Regions from separate parts of the Zea mays genome. Here region 1 is linked to region 2. Evidence: chromatin contacts called from public Hi-C data. All regions are on one chromosome and are shown on one strand. Each heading gives the region's core, a stretch centred on a gene start, on an enhancer-like site or on the middle of the called end of the contact. The rest is flanking DNA. Distances are from core to core; before and after follow the strand shown.

Region 1 (6,974 bases), core at 555-3,054, 220 kb before region 2:
GAAGTAAAAAAACTATCTAGAGCTAGCTATATGTAATGAAAGTTAATCTTCCTTCTTCTCAAGTGTGAATTCTGAACTCCCTCTTGATTAGTTTGCATATATTTCTACATTAAGGTACTTGTATATGTAAGAACAAATTAAGGACGATTAATGCGTGTGGACTTTTGGGTCATCATAATGGTAAAAAGGAGTTAATCCATAATAGATAGGACTACATATATATCCAGTTTTTTTTCACCCACCTGCTTCCTATACTTGCATACATGCTGCAGATGACCCTGTCTTCGGTCTCAGTGAACTCCCCGTGCTTAATGTTAGGCCTCAGGTAGTTTAACCATCTAAGTCTGCAGCTCTTGCCACATCTCCTCAACCCTAGAATCAAAATAACAGAATACGCGCCATTAGAAACTCCGAGTAGTCACTCTTGTGATTTTTTTTGGTTTTGTTTGGCGAACACAGAAAAAATTGAAGACGATATATAGAAAGTAGCATGCAATTATGGGCGTAATATGAAACTATCACATGCATGGGAAGAAGACTTGTATGGCAATCCTTCTTCGGTTAGGAACCTGGACTTTGACTTGCCACTACAATTAGAGTCCTGCTATAGTCGCATGACACCTAACTGCGAGACTAGCTAGGGACATCACTGGTCCTTAAACCATAAACAACGCCACGATCTTTGTCGGAATACTACACATCCAAGGAAATATACTCCACATCGATCCAAGGAAATGGTCAGTGAAAACCCCAAATACCAAGATCGAAACGCAAAATACCAAGCATAGCGAGATTGTAGGTAGTGCATAGCAGAGAGAAAGCTTTGATTCTAAAAGTGTGCTGAAAAGAAGTTATGATGATCCTGACTAGAAGGAGACCATCAAACTGGGAAGTAGTGAAGCTAATGAATCTTGAAGATCAATAGAATCCTAGCAAGTTGTAGACAAAGGGAGTAGAGGGGTGAGGAAGAGGGAGCAAAGTTTCATGAGCGTTCTTATAGTAAATTCATGAGAGATACCATGTATATGTTTTTCTTCTTTTTTTTCTTATAAACAAGTTGTCTCAGAACAATCCTAATTTGAAGTCATCCCAAACAGATCCAAGCAGAAAAAACATAAATAAGGGGGCAAACAAATTAGAAACAAAAAAAGAAAGAAAGACATCAGCACCAAGAACCTAGACTGTTTGGACTCAAACTCAACTGTTAACATCATGAAATCCCCAAACCAGCTGATGAAAAGCCACATCACATCTATGACTCTATGTATATGTAGGTTGATAAATCATGCACATATATATACTACCTGCTTTTTGAGGGAGAGCAATCCAATTCCCACCGGTGCCATGCTTCTCGATGAACTCCTTGAGCTTGGCGTCCTCCTCAGGAGACCATGGCCCTTTCTTCACATTGTTCTTGTCGCAGCACGGAGCCCTCCCCATGAGGTTTCAGCAGTGAGATGTGCCCGGAGACGAAGCCAAAAGCAACAGCAAGCTACCAAATCCCACTGCTCCTGACCTTTTTTTTTTGTTGTTAATTTTCTAGCTGCCTGCCCAGGCAGCTTGCTCTGTGCTATCTAGCTAGATGACATAGCAAGGAACACTGCCCTTTGTTGAGAGGCACAGAAAGCAAGGATAGGGAGAGGAAGAGGAGACATCACACAAGGGAACAAGAGAGCACATAAAATATATAAGACTGACGAGGGCGACAGTGAGGCTAGCTGAGCTGCAGAGAGAGGATGATAGGGAGAGACGAAGGGAAGGGGTAGGAAGTCAATGTGTGGGATAGTATTTGTTTGGTTGCAATCACCTCCTGCTTGATGGTTGGCCCCTACAAATCTCAGCACTCAAGGGGGGAAAAGGTTGGCTATTAGTTTCATAATAAGAGCCCCCTGTCTTTTCTGTAAACAAAGTACACTTGCACATGGAATCGCCCAAGGCGCGTGTTTGTTTGCAGGTAGCCTGGCACTGGATGGCATCCGGCCGTAGAGTGAATCACTAAAGTCAGTGTGTACTTGGGCTAAATGTGGTCTGTCTCTGTCTCTCTCTCTCTCTCAGGAAATTTGCATACTTTTTTTTGGAGAGATTATTAGTAAGTGGATGCATGGCACATGAGATGGATAGTTTTCAGTGATGATGCCTATCTTTGGTATTAGAGTGTTTTTTAATCTGTGATATGATTTGATAGATGGCAAATTAAGTACAGCTAGCCGGCCTGGACATATGTATATCTGGATACAAAAAAGGCAATGTGTGGTGGATAGCGTTAGCGTCTGACTGATGTCTAGTTTTTGGCGATGTGGATCCATATATATGTAGTGTAGTGTTCCCATTTGAAGGCACATTATTGGGAGTAGGTAAAAAGAAATACTACTGTTTTGTGTGAAACTCCACAGTATTAGTTCCAAAAATATAATGATCTTTCTAGCTCTACAAATTAATTAACTTGAGTTAAGCTAATAATATGATTATACTGTTAAAATATAAGTGAATCGTAAATCTCTTCCTATAAGCTTAAGTTTTTTAGTTGAATTGTTTGAAGATGAAATGACTCCGCACAATATCTACACTACACCAAAATAGTAAACTTTCTAGAGCCTAAACCCTAGGAAGTTAGGCCTAAACTTTAGGAAGTTAGCGAAACTCTCGGAAGTTAAGTCATCCCGTCGGAAGTTTGGCTCTCGAAATTTTTTTGTCGGAAGTTAGCTTAACTTCCTAGAGGGCTCTAGGAAGTTACCTAACTTCTTACAGCTTAATAAACCTCTCGGAAGTTAGTAGATTCTCGGAAGTTAGTAGTTTCACGCCGTCAGCGCCGTCAGCTGACTAACTTCCTATTGGCTTGTGAACGGATGAAACCTAACTTCCTAGAGCCAGCCGTAGGAAGTTAGTTAAGTTCCTACGGTTTTGTAACTTCCGACAGCTTTTATAAAAAACTGTAGGAAGTTATGTTTATTTCCTAGAGGTATCAGTTGCCTCTCGGAAGTTATGTATTTCCTACGGTTTTATATAAAAGCTGTAGGAAGTTAAAAAACCGTAGGAAGTGTATGATTTTGGTGTAGTGCTAATCAAGTGAATCATATAGATTTGACTCCATATGAAGCAAGGTTTTAAATAACTGCATGGACGATATATCCCGATATATCATTTTTATCAGTGAAAAGTTATGTTTCATTATATTGTGATTTATCCTGATATTTGCAAGTTTGAGAAGGGTGAGGATAAACTATGTATCCGGCTATTTAAAACACAGCTACGACGAAGGTGGTATCTATAATCAGTTGTTTTTTTCATTCAGTCGTCTGAAATTAAATTAAAACCAGTATGACAACTGAAATTTTAAAGGCGGGTACACAGATTTCAAAGGTCGGAAACTTGTTACGCCAAAACTCTAACCGGCCGGGGATGGAATCGGCATGAGCTGGCCGGTGTATTAGTGCGCAGGCAGGCAGGCAGGGAGGTAGGTAGGCAGCAGCTAGCCTCCCTGGCCTCTCCAATCCATCCTCACGTATACTTTTTGTCGTCCACGGACGGCCGAGTTGTAAAAAGCCCATGATGCAGCAACTAAACAGCGTTCATGCATCTGCTGCCTCCAGGCACACATGTATATATATACAGTACATGCGTACTGGGACTGATGAGTATGTAGTTATATAGACGTATGTAGTAAGTACGCAAGACCTGATATATATCAGGGTACGTAGACGCCGGTTGGCCTCAGACGCCGTGCACGTTTGGAGGCCCAGTAGGTGAGCTATGTTTACTGTGTAGGCTCGACGTGCGGTTCAACCTTGGGTTTCATCGTAGGCACTGAGATTATATAGGAAGTATGCGCATCTCAGCCCTAGCTTAGGTAGCTAGCAGCCTAGTAACACTATTATATTACAGGCCAGTCTTTGTCTTGTCTGCAAATCGACCAAGGAGGAAGCTACTACATGCATAGCGGCTCCGCCTGTGTGTTGTACTCAAATGTTCTCGGGAAGTTAACTATTTTAATTTTGTATAAATATAAAAAATGTTAGATAGTATTAATTAATATTATTCGATAGTTCTTTAAATTTATCTCTATGGCATTTTTATTTGAATATTAAAATATTGATAATATTTGTTATGATATTAGCTAAATTTAGAAAAAACAACTTTAACCGACGCAAATAAATACAGTAACAACTATTTTGACACCACTACCGGAATCGCGTTCTTTGCCGAGTGTCTAAGACACTCAGCAAAACTTTTGTCGAGTGTTAGTGTAACAATCGGTATAAAATACTCGGCAAACATAGTAGGTTTATTATCTTAAAATGGTTCCATTTTTCTTTTTCGTAAAAGGAAGTGAAATCAAGTTTGATGGAATGGGATATTTATACGATAGAGGTATTAAAATATCTTTATATAATTTCTTTGGAAACACTGGCTTGGAATCTATATTATTGCAACTCCAAACAAAATCTTAAATTTTGAATGAGATGCTATCTTTTAATATTCAGCAATCTCATAATCTTTTTTTAATCTCTCTCACACATACACATATTAGTTTTTGAGTAAAATACACCATATATACATTAACTTTTAAGGGGATTGTTATATGGGTCCATCAACTTTTAAATTGACTTTTCGGCCCTCTAAAATTTTAAAGTGGTTTTTCCAAATGTCAATAGCCTTTTTTGTCCCTTGATCTCACATATACTCGGCAAACATAGTAGGTTTGTTACCTTAAAATGGTTGCATTTTTCTTTTTCGTAAACGGAAGTGAAATCAAGTTTGATGGAATATAATGGGATATTTATACGATAGAGATATTAAAATATATATTTATATAATTTCTTTGGAAACACTGGCTTGGAATCTATATTATTGCAACTTCAAACTAAATCTTAAATTTTGAATGAGATGCTATCTTTTAATATTCAGCAATCTCAAAATCGTTTTTTAATCTCTTTCTCACACATACACATATTAACTTTTAAGGGGGTTATTATTTGCGTCCATCAACTTTTAAATTGATTTTTCGGTCCTCTAAAATTTTAAAGTGGTTTTCCAAATGTCAATAGCCCTATTTTTGTCCCTAGATCTGACATAGGGTGTACATATATTCACAGCCAAAGTGGTCAAGTGATGTGTAAAATGTAATTAGCCTCTTATTCTCACCCCATCTTCATGTCTCCTCGACCTCCCATGTCACCATTGTCTTGCTCCATTATCACGCTTGTTGGCACCAAATAACCAGCGGTGGAGCTTCCGATAGGGCTAGGATGGGCGACCGCCCTACCTAACACTGGCAAGGAGACTTCTATACCCCGTAGTGACGCTCCATGGGAGGATGCAGTCAGGGTCTCAGAGATGTCCACAAGTTGCTTGAGGAAGAACAAACCATCATCAAGGGACACTTTGTTTTTCCATCTTGAGCCGACCCAATGTTGAAATCCCAAATGATTTGATTTATGGAAGCTTTGTTTTTCCTGCCAATTATATAGAATCTGAATCGTTTGGCAATTGGCATCGACGTCCTTTCATTTTCCTTCCACCACACACTAACTGCGATCAGGTGCTGTCGACTGGTCGGGCTCCAAATTCTTGGTGGGTCAGCAATGGACCTAGGGGACCAGGCGCCTGGACATGGATGGAGGTAGAGAAGGGGATTCTAGCGCTTCCATAGTGGGCATCGCCATGACGATGGCTGACAAACCACTACCGGAATCCAAGGCTTTGCCGAGTGTTGCAATCTTTGTCGAGTGCTTTTTGTCGGGCACTCGGCAAAGAAGGCTTTGCCGAGTGCCGCACTCGGTAAAGCTAGACTCTCGGCAACGAGGCTCTTTACCGAGTGCTGGACACTCGGCACAGGACGACACTCGGCAAAGAATAGTTTGCCGAGTGTCAAACACTCGGCAAAGGGGGCTCTCGGCAAAGGGCCGTCAACGGCCGTCCTAAAGTTGACGGCCGTCAGTCTTTGCCGAGAGCCAGCGGCTGGCACTCGGCAAAGAGTATTCTTTGCCGAGTGTCACACGTCTAGCACTCGGCAAAGAGCTCTTTGCCGAGTGTCTTATCCAGACACTCGGCAAAGTATATTTTTATTTTTTTGATTTTGTCTCCCAAACTTTTTGTGGTATGTTCCTACACTATGTAGACCTACATGTATCATTTGTGGACAATTATAACATAGTTTTCAATCGTTAGTAGATTTAGTTTGTTTTTTTGAAATTCTTCGGAAAATTCAAATTTGAACTGCAGGTCACTCGAAACTTGGAAAACCGTGCATGAAAAAATGATATTCATGTTACTTAGCATAAGTTACGACCGATTTCAGATGCGTACCGGAAACTTCGAGCAACATGCTCACTAAACATGGCCGTGAACTTGGCATCCACGTGTTTAAAAATTGTATAAAACACAAACAAAGTCAGAAAATCATGAAACTTGTCCCCGTGTCATGATATCATATGTATAGGCTGTGATAAAAATTTTAGAATGTTTGGAGAAAGTTGTGAGACACTATGTGTAGAAACCTAATAGATCCACATTGAAACTCTATGATTTCATGTGTAGTCCTCTTAGGTTTCTACACATAGTGTCTCACAACTTTCTCCAAACAGTCTAAAATTTTTATCACAGCCTATACATATGATATCATGACACGGGGACAAGTTTCATGATTTTCTGACTTTGTTTGTGTTTTATACAATTTTTAAACACGTGGATGCCAAGTTCACGGCCATGTTTAGTGAGCATGTTGCTCGAAGTTTCCGGTACGCTTCTGAAATCGGTCGTAACTTATGCTAAGTACCATGAATATCATTTTTTCATGCACGGTTTTCCAAGTTTCGAGTGACCTGCAGTTCAAATTTGAATTTTCCGAAGAAATTCAAATAAACGAACTAAATCTACTAACGATTGAATCTCTGTTATAATTGTCCACAAATGATACATGTAGGTCTACATAGTATAGGAACATACCACAAAAAGTTTGGGAGACAAAACAAAAA
Region 2 (7,173 bases), core at 4,640-7,139:
GAGACCAGTAGTGGTATGGCTGGCACACGTCGAAGCGAGAAAATGGGCGAAGTGATAAGAAAGGGATCTGATAGACGACAGTGGAAGAAAACATTAAGCACTCACATATGGGTCCATAAGTTAGGCCGTATATTAGGGAACTACAGAAACATCTCTACCAATAATCCTAAAAATAGTATTGGAAGAACCCGTTAAAACATTATTCTGAGAGAGATATTAGAGGACTACTGGATGAAGCTATTTGTAACACCTCAAAATCTCATTTTGAGAATTATGTAAAATTTTCCCCTCATGTTGAGTTAAAATATATTTTTCATAAGAATTACCTTACCTTTGAAACTATACATCCTAAAACAATGTTTCCAAAAAAAGGAGCTCAGTAATAATTTGTTCCTTTGATAAATCATATCTTCTAGACTTTACTCTTAAGGATCTTTTAAAACTAGAACTAAATTTTTTAAAATACATATTTTGTGCGCACATTTAAAAGCATCAGCATAAATGAATGAGATGAGAAATAAATAACATAAAATTATATTTTGCATGCGGAGGTGTTGTTATAATGATGCATATGAATGTGAATCCTGAACCTAGATTCGAATTTGAATTCAAAATAATTGCATCATGCTAGAATTTTGGATGAGCATTTAAAACACATAATTGAATTCAAGTTTGAAAACTAGAAATGGGAAATGGAAATGAACAAAAAACAAAACAATTCTACCTCACCTGGGCCGAAATTGCCCCATGCGGCCCATCTCCCTTGCTCTGCGCAGCCCAACCAGCCGAGCTCATGCTCGTACTCACCGCCTGGCGGGTCCCGCCTGTCAGTCGGCCTCTGCGCCCACCAAACCCGCTATCTCTGGCGCTGGAACGTGGGTCCCATATGGCAGCTCCGCCATCTTTATCGAGTCGCACCAGATCACAGAGAATCGCACCCGAACGGACTCCGTCTTCTTCGCTGGATCTGCGCGAAGCTTAACAACCCTCCCTCTGGTGATCTTGGTGGCTGTTACAACCGCCGCATCCGCCTGCTGCGCAACCACGCGGGCTCAGGACCGTATAAATACAGGCGTCGCGGCAATGAGCATCGTGCAGCGCGAGCAAACACATGAGAGGTGAGAGAGAGAGAGAGAGAAAAAAGGTGTGCCGCCATGGTTCCTCGCCCCAACTGCGTTCGGTGTGCTCGGCCCTCGCTGGCAATCGCTCGTCGCCGGGGTGTCGTCATTCCCGCAGAATCACCGTGCACCATCGCGGCTCGGCGACGGGGGCTGGAAGATGAATGGTGGTCACGCAGGAAGCCCTGGCCCCTTCGACTGAAGCCTCGTCCGGGTAGGCATCTACCTTTCCTTCCCTTTAGGTTCTCGTTCTTCAGTACGTAATGTCGATCCACTCTGGGTTGGGTGCCACGGTTGGTCTCTTCCGCGTACCTGGATATAAACTCGAGACCCCTGGGACTCCCGCCTCACATCTCCGAGCTCAGCCATCCTCAAATCTTCGCTGTCGGTGCCCACCCCGTCGTGGCGGATTCGAGATCCAATTCATCAACTGGGGCGGCTGCCATTGGTGGCGCTCGGGGCCCTAGATTGGGCAATGGAGGTCGCCGTGGTATGCCTGACGTACTCATTGCGGTGTTTTGTGTTGTGGGCGACTGGGAGCACGACAATTGCTCGTCGTAACTCCATCACCTCTGTAGTCCGCACCTCCCTGTGGCCGAGCCCCCACTTCATCTTCTGACGGTGGTAAGCACCTTCGTTAAGTTCCCCTCGGTCCCCACTATGCATAGCTTCATTTGGACCAGAGAATTAGTCACCGCAGCTCAATTTCGCACAACCCCGGCGATGGCGCCGCTGCCCTGGGCACTTCCGTGCTGCCCCTACTCGGGTTCAGTCGGGAGAAGAAAAAAAACTGCGACCGTTGATCTGGCCTGGGCGGCTACGATCAAAACACCTCGTACCTGTTCGCGAAATAAAATCTGTGCCGCGGATGGACGATCCGATGGTTGGGTCATGTCGGTGGCGTGGCACTTTCTAGGCCGTAGATCTCGGATCAGTCGGTCGTCTGCGCATACCGGTTGGGGCAGCTATGGATCTAATCTGAACCACAGGATACAAATCGGGCGGCCAGAATTAACCGATACCCTTTCGACCTGCGCGTTTTGCAAAAGAGACCTCCTATTTAACTATAAACAACCCGCAGTCCTGTTCGCGGGGAAGCCTGAGTCTTAGGGTAATTGTGATTATGGCCCCTGTGTTTTTCTGTTATTGGCGCCCAGTCCAGAGCTCAGGAAAAATCAGGAAAATGAATTTAGAATTTGATTTTCAATACACAAATAAATCTAGAAACTTATATAATTCATATTAAATTTATTTTAGCTCCAAATTAATTCATTCCAGAGACATTAATTTTGTTTTAATCTTGTCTACCACCTAGTAACACTGTCTAACCATGAAACTTGAATTAAAATTGTTCATTTGAATTAATCTATTCTAAGTGCTTAATAATTTAGGAAAACCATAACTTCATAACCGTAACCTCGAATTTAGTGGTTCTCGATCCCCCGATCTCATAGCGACGCGTAGAGTATTATTACGTAGTTTGTTCTTATATTTGGTGTGATATTTATTTTGCCTATACTATGTTTGTTTGTATTGCTACGATTAGCAGTGAGGTCACGAGAATCTGAAGAATCATCCTGGTACCTGGAATCTCAAGTCCCAGGCAAGTTGTGCCCTTGATCACTTTTGTTACCTAACAATGTTCTTTATAATCATTTACCATGCATAGGCTTAATTTTGATGGGACTCAATAGGTCACCCTAGATTGTTTATCACATTACCTTGTTTACCCCTGAATCACTTGGGTAGTTTGTTATTGCTTTACATGGTTTTGGGATAATCATTTATTATATCTATGTTCCAATTCTTTTGTTATTCTATTTATGTTCATGTCAAGATCATTAATGTTAATTGGAACATAGAGCTTAACTTGAGAAACACGTGCCACCACAAGGGTTTATGAACGCCCTTGGCTGATTAATTAGGAAAGCTAGCGGAAGACTACCTTACCCGAAAGGGGCAAGGGCAGTAGGGGAGATGCATGCAAGGAGGTTCTCGGGTTGATTTTGCTGCGATGGCGGTCAGACGAGGGATTCTTGCAAGTGCGCTTCTCATAAACTGTAGCGGTTTTCGGAAGCTAGTGGAACTTTGTAAAGGCCTCGTAGTGGATCCCTAGCCATTCACCTCGGTAGTGTCTAAGGGTCTAGCTAACCCTGGCGACATAGGATACACGACTTGTGGGTAAAGGGTACAACCTCTACAGAGTGTAAAACTGGTATACTAGCCGAGCTCACGGTCATAAGCAGCTCAGGACTCTCTGATGATTAAATTATGGAACTTAAACTTAATTTGTCATATGCATTGCATCGCAGGTGAGGTTGTTACTTTTTGTTCTGCTACTTAATTGGGTTGGTATTTACTTATACTTAGTAATTGCTAATAAAATTTTGATCAACTTTAAAAGCAATGCTCAGCTCTAACCATCCTCTTTGGTAAGACTTACACTTCACGTGAGCTCCCACATTTGGCGAGTTCATGCACATTATTCCCCACAACTTGTTGAGCGATGAATGTATGTGAGCTCACTCTTGCTGTCTCACACCCCCCACAGGTCAAGAACAGGTACCACAAGATGAGACACATGAAGGATGATGTGACAAGTTTGTGAGAGATCTAAGTCATCGTCTCCCAGTCAACTTTGGGTTGCTGGACCATTGTCTCCATATAATGTATTTATTTATTTATTTTGTACAAAACCCCGATTATATAGTAAAGATGTGACATTCGATCATGTGCCATGATTCATCATATGTGTGAGACTTGGTCCCAGCACACCTGATGATTATACCTGATGATTATGTTCGCGCCCGGGTCTTGATGCCCCGAAATCCGGGTGTGACACTATTACACCTCCCTAAACCATACAAAACCTAGTCCTAACAAATTCTGATGTCGAATGCTAATTCAACAACTTTATTTCACGTAGAGGTACGGTACATATGCTTACAAAGAACATGTTATTTGAGTTCAAACTTTAATGAACCGCTAAATTGTTTATTTGTATCCGCATTATACACCCTAAAAGTACAGCATGGCGCCACTGGTAATACATCTCAGAACTACGGTTTAACAACTTTCTGCCTTACTGAACCACTGCAAAACCAGAACAGGTTCACTCGCTCTTGCTCTCGGTCTGTCTAAACCTTTGTGCTTACACCTGGCAGAACGCACATATCCAATATACATCCATCAACCATAGCACCAGGTCCAAAAGAAAATTCCAAGAAATAATAGTCGACTTAAATCAGACATGATCAATCAAGACCAAGCAATATCCTTCTATGTATGTACTAGAACAAAAAGATGTGACATGCACACATTGTGTTGGATGTGTTGGTATCATCAATCAAGGACCTTCTTGACTTCCTGAACAAACTTCGCTCTCTGAGAGGGATCCATCTGATGAGCAGCATCCAAAGACAAAGCAGGGTGAGAAGGCAATGGTTATGTGTTAGAATCATCTACTGATAAGATGTCATGTATGTTTGGAATTAAGTGCCCAGCAACATGCAATTGAAATAGAGCTCTAAAGAAGTGAGACGCAACAGACACCAACCAATCGAAGACCACAGGTTAATTGCAAATAAAAAATAAGGTGAAACTGTAAGCAAATTTACCTTATCTAATAGCGTAGAAAGACCCTGCGAGAATGCTTGCAGATCTGAACTGGAGTCAGCAAGATCAGAGAGCGAATGAGACACTTTTTGAGCCCTAAGCTTTTGGATATGCCCCTTGTAGTTTTCAGGACTGTCCTTCCAGGCAACAAAAGCATCATCGTCATCCCATCCAGTGCTTCCTGTTGTGGCCTGAGAAGCAAGGTACCATTCCTTGATGAGCTCCATTGCTAATTGGTGCGTAAATTTATCACCGACTATCTGCCTTATTTCTTTTGCAAGAACATCTTCTGCGATCCTCCTCCGTAGCCTTTTATAGAAGAACGAGCGTGATTCTTCCCAGTCTACAACTTTCTTAATCACACCTTTAGCTGCCATTCTTAGGGAAGTATCATGCAATTCAGCAAACCGTATTGCAATCTGGGTATATAAAGGCAGCAACTGTTTCGTACGTGCTTCTATACTCTTCCGAATCCCTTCTATGTCTGGTAGACTTCCATTTCCATGATTTACATCTTGGAGTTTTGCTTTCAGATTTATCAACTCTGGGTCAAGCCTACCCATACAGTCTTGGAGTTCCTCTGACCTGAACTTGATTTCAATTAACCCTTGAGGTTCGAGAACATTACCTTTGGCAGTCCTTTCAGCATAACACTCAATGCGGTCTGGATTTATTTTGCTATCGACCACAACCCAAGCTCCTCCACGAAGCTCTCCAGCCATAGGAATGTACACAAAAGCAGGCTGATTATATGTCCTAAGGTTCTCGACAATTGTTGACCCAGCCTGAAGAATTCCTTCAAAGAGATCTCTTTGTCCACCAGAGAAGCCTCTCCAATTAGCCAGGATGAACAGAGGCAATCCTTCACGGTTGAAGTCTAATAATGCCTGAGCGGTCTTGGTTGCAGAATCTGGGAACCACACTTGTCCAGCACGAGGGACAGATCGCTCATGGGAATCAAGCTGACCTGGATCAGCAGGGATGATCTGCATCATGGTCTGTGTCTCCACAGCTATGACGCCCACAGGAATTCCTCCAAGCTTTGCTCTGCCAGTAACCACTGTTTTTGCCCATCCTTCAAATGTCTCCACAAAGCTGTCTTTGTCAAACATACCACCCAACCATTTCCCTTGGCTGTCATCTACACCACAGATAGCTGCACGTGGATCGCATGTGTTCTCAGGGATGTAAGCAACAGGTCTGTCTGGAGGGTCCAGAGGTTTGGTAATAGGAAGAGGTCCACCAATGTTTGCAGGAACATAGCTGAGCCACCTCAATATATTGGAAACACCTTCAAGGTCATCTGGAACAGTGAGGTGGACAACACCATTGGTCGCCATGATCTTAGGACCACCAAGCTGCATGTGGGAGCTGTACACTTCCCGCCCAAGGAGCTTGTTCAGGGCAGAAAACCCTGTTAAAATAATAGGCTGGTCAAGACGCTGTATGCACCGTATACCAAGTCGAGCAAGATAAGCTCCTATTCCTACAGTCCGCCCAGTCACAAATGTAAGTGTAAATGTCTCCTCATATGCCCTAGAATAAGCACTGGCAATAGCAGCACTTCCATGTATGTTCTCGACACCAAGCCCATCCTCCTTGCCCACAACAGAGTCAATAATCCACCTAATTTCACCACTATCTAGCTCCAGCTTATGTGCTATAACAGAAGAGCTAATGCGAGCATAGTCTTCTTCAGTCAGATAGATGTACTGAAACCCTCGTTCAGGACTGCCTTCGTCAGACCATCCAACACGGAAGCAAGATTTTACTTCATCAGCTATGCCAATCCTAGCACCAGAGTTTGCTGCCAAGTATATAAGAGGAAGTTTCCTTTCGCAAGCCAGGTTAGTGACAGTTTCAAAAAATGCATCTTCCCTTGGGCCAAATGATCCAGCTCTGAAAGTGATATCATTTGCTACAACAATAATCTGCCTGCCATTGGGAAATTCAGGTGTTGACATCTCCATGATCCAAGCGACCATACCAATGTCGTTGAGCCCAGCAGGGCGTTCCATCGGAATTATAGGAGTGCCCCAGGACCCATGTTTTTCAGCAAACACTAGCTCAGTTGCCTTCACGTAGGATTTACTATTTTCATTGCCTTCAGAAACAGTAGAGCCATTGGACTGCCATGACTTCTGCAGTGCAGTTTCAAAGGCCTACATTTTTTCCATCATTATGAGCTTAGGTTAAAAATAACTACAGATGGTTATTGACAGGGGAAGGGGGGTCAACTCACCAGCGGAAAATCATAGCAATATGTTGTTCTGTTGTTCCTAGCAGAGCAGCGCTTTAGATCAATCACACTCAAAGGTTGATATGGATTATTCAGTGCAACACCATGCAATGGTCCAGCTGACGAAGTGGCTGAATGGTACACTAACTTCTGCGATTCTATTTCCTCCACTTCTCGGTATATCTAAAACCATTAGAAGTA

What was found. A called contact is a pair of places that touch in the nucleus more often than the background predicts.
Region 1: a Hi-C map of leaf shows a contact between it and region 2, with 7 times the contacts expected there. The contact joins the promoter of LOC109944008 here to the enhancer-like site in region 2. A contact is called at or near these places in 2 of 25 Hi-C or Micro-C datasets (leaf and an unstated tissue).

What each region holds. Positions count from the first base shown.
Region 1 is chr2:85,044,568-85,051,541 of Zm-B73-REFERENCE-NAM-5.0, reverse strand. LOC109944008 (transcription factor RAX2) reads right to left here and starts at 1,804. Exons shown (of 3, transcript XM_020548353.2): 1 at 1,305-1,804; 2 at 243-372. The coding sequence starts at 1,440.
Region 2 is chr2:84,829,832-84,837,004 of Zm-B73-REFERENCE-NAM-5.0, reverse strand. It overlaps LOC542319 (acetyl-coenzyme A carboxylase), which reads right to left. Exons shown (of 33, transcript NM_001111903.1): 31 at 6,976-7,155; 32 at 4,736-6,895; 33 at 4,011-4,517. The coding sequence ends at 4,461. Among protein-coding and RNA genes, the nearest start is that of LOC542319, 13 kb to the right of the region's middle. Within about 2 kb of position 5,889, at least 4 of the 20 cell types and tissues checked have an H3K27ac peak or open chromatin away from gene starts, as enhancers often do.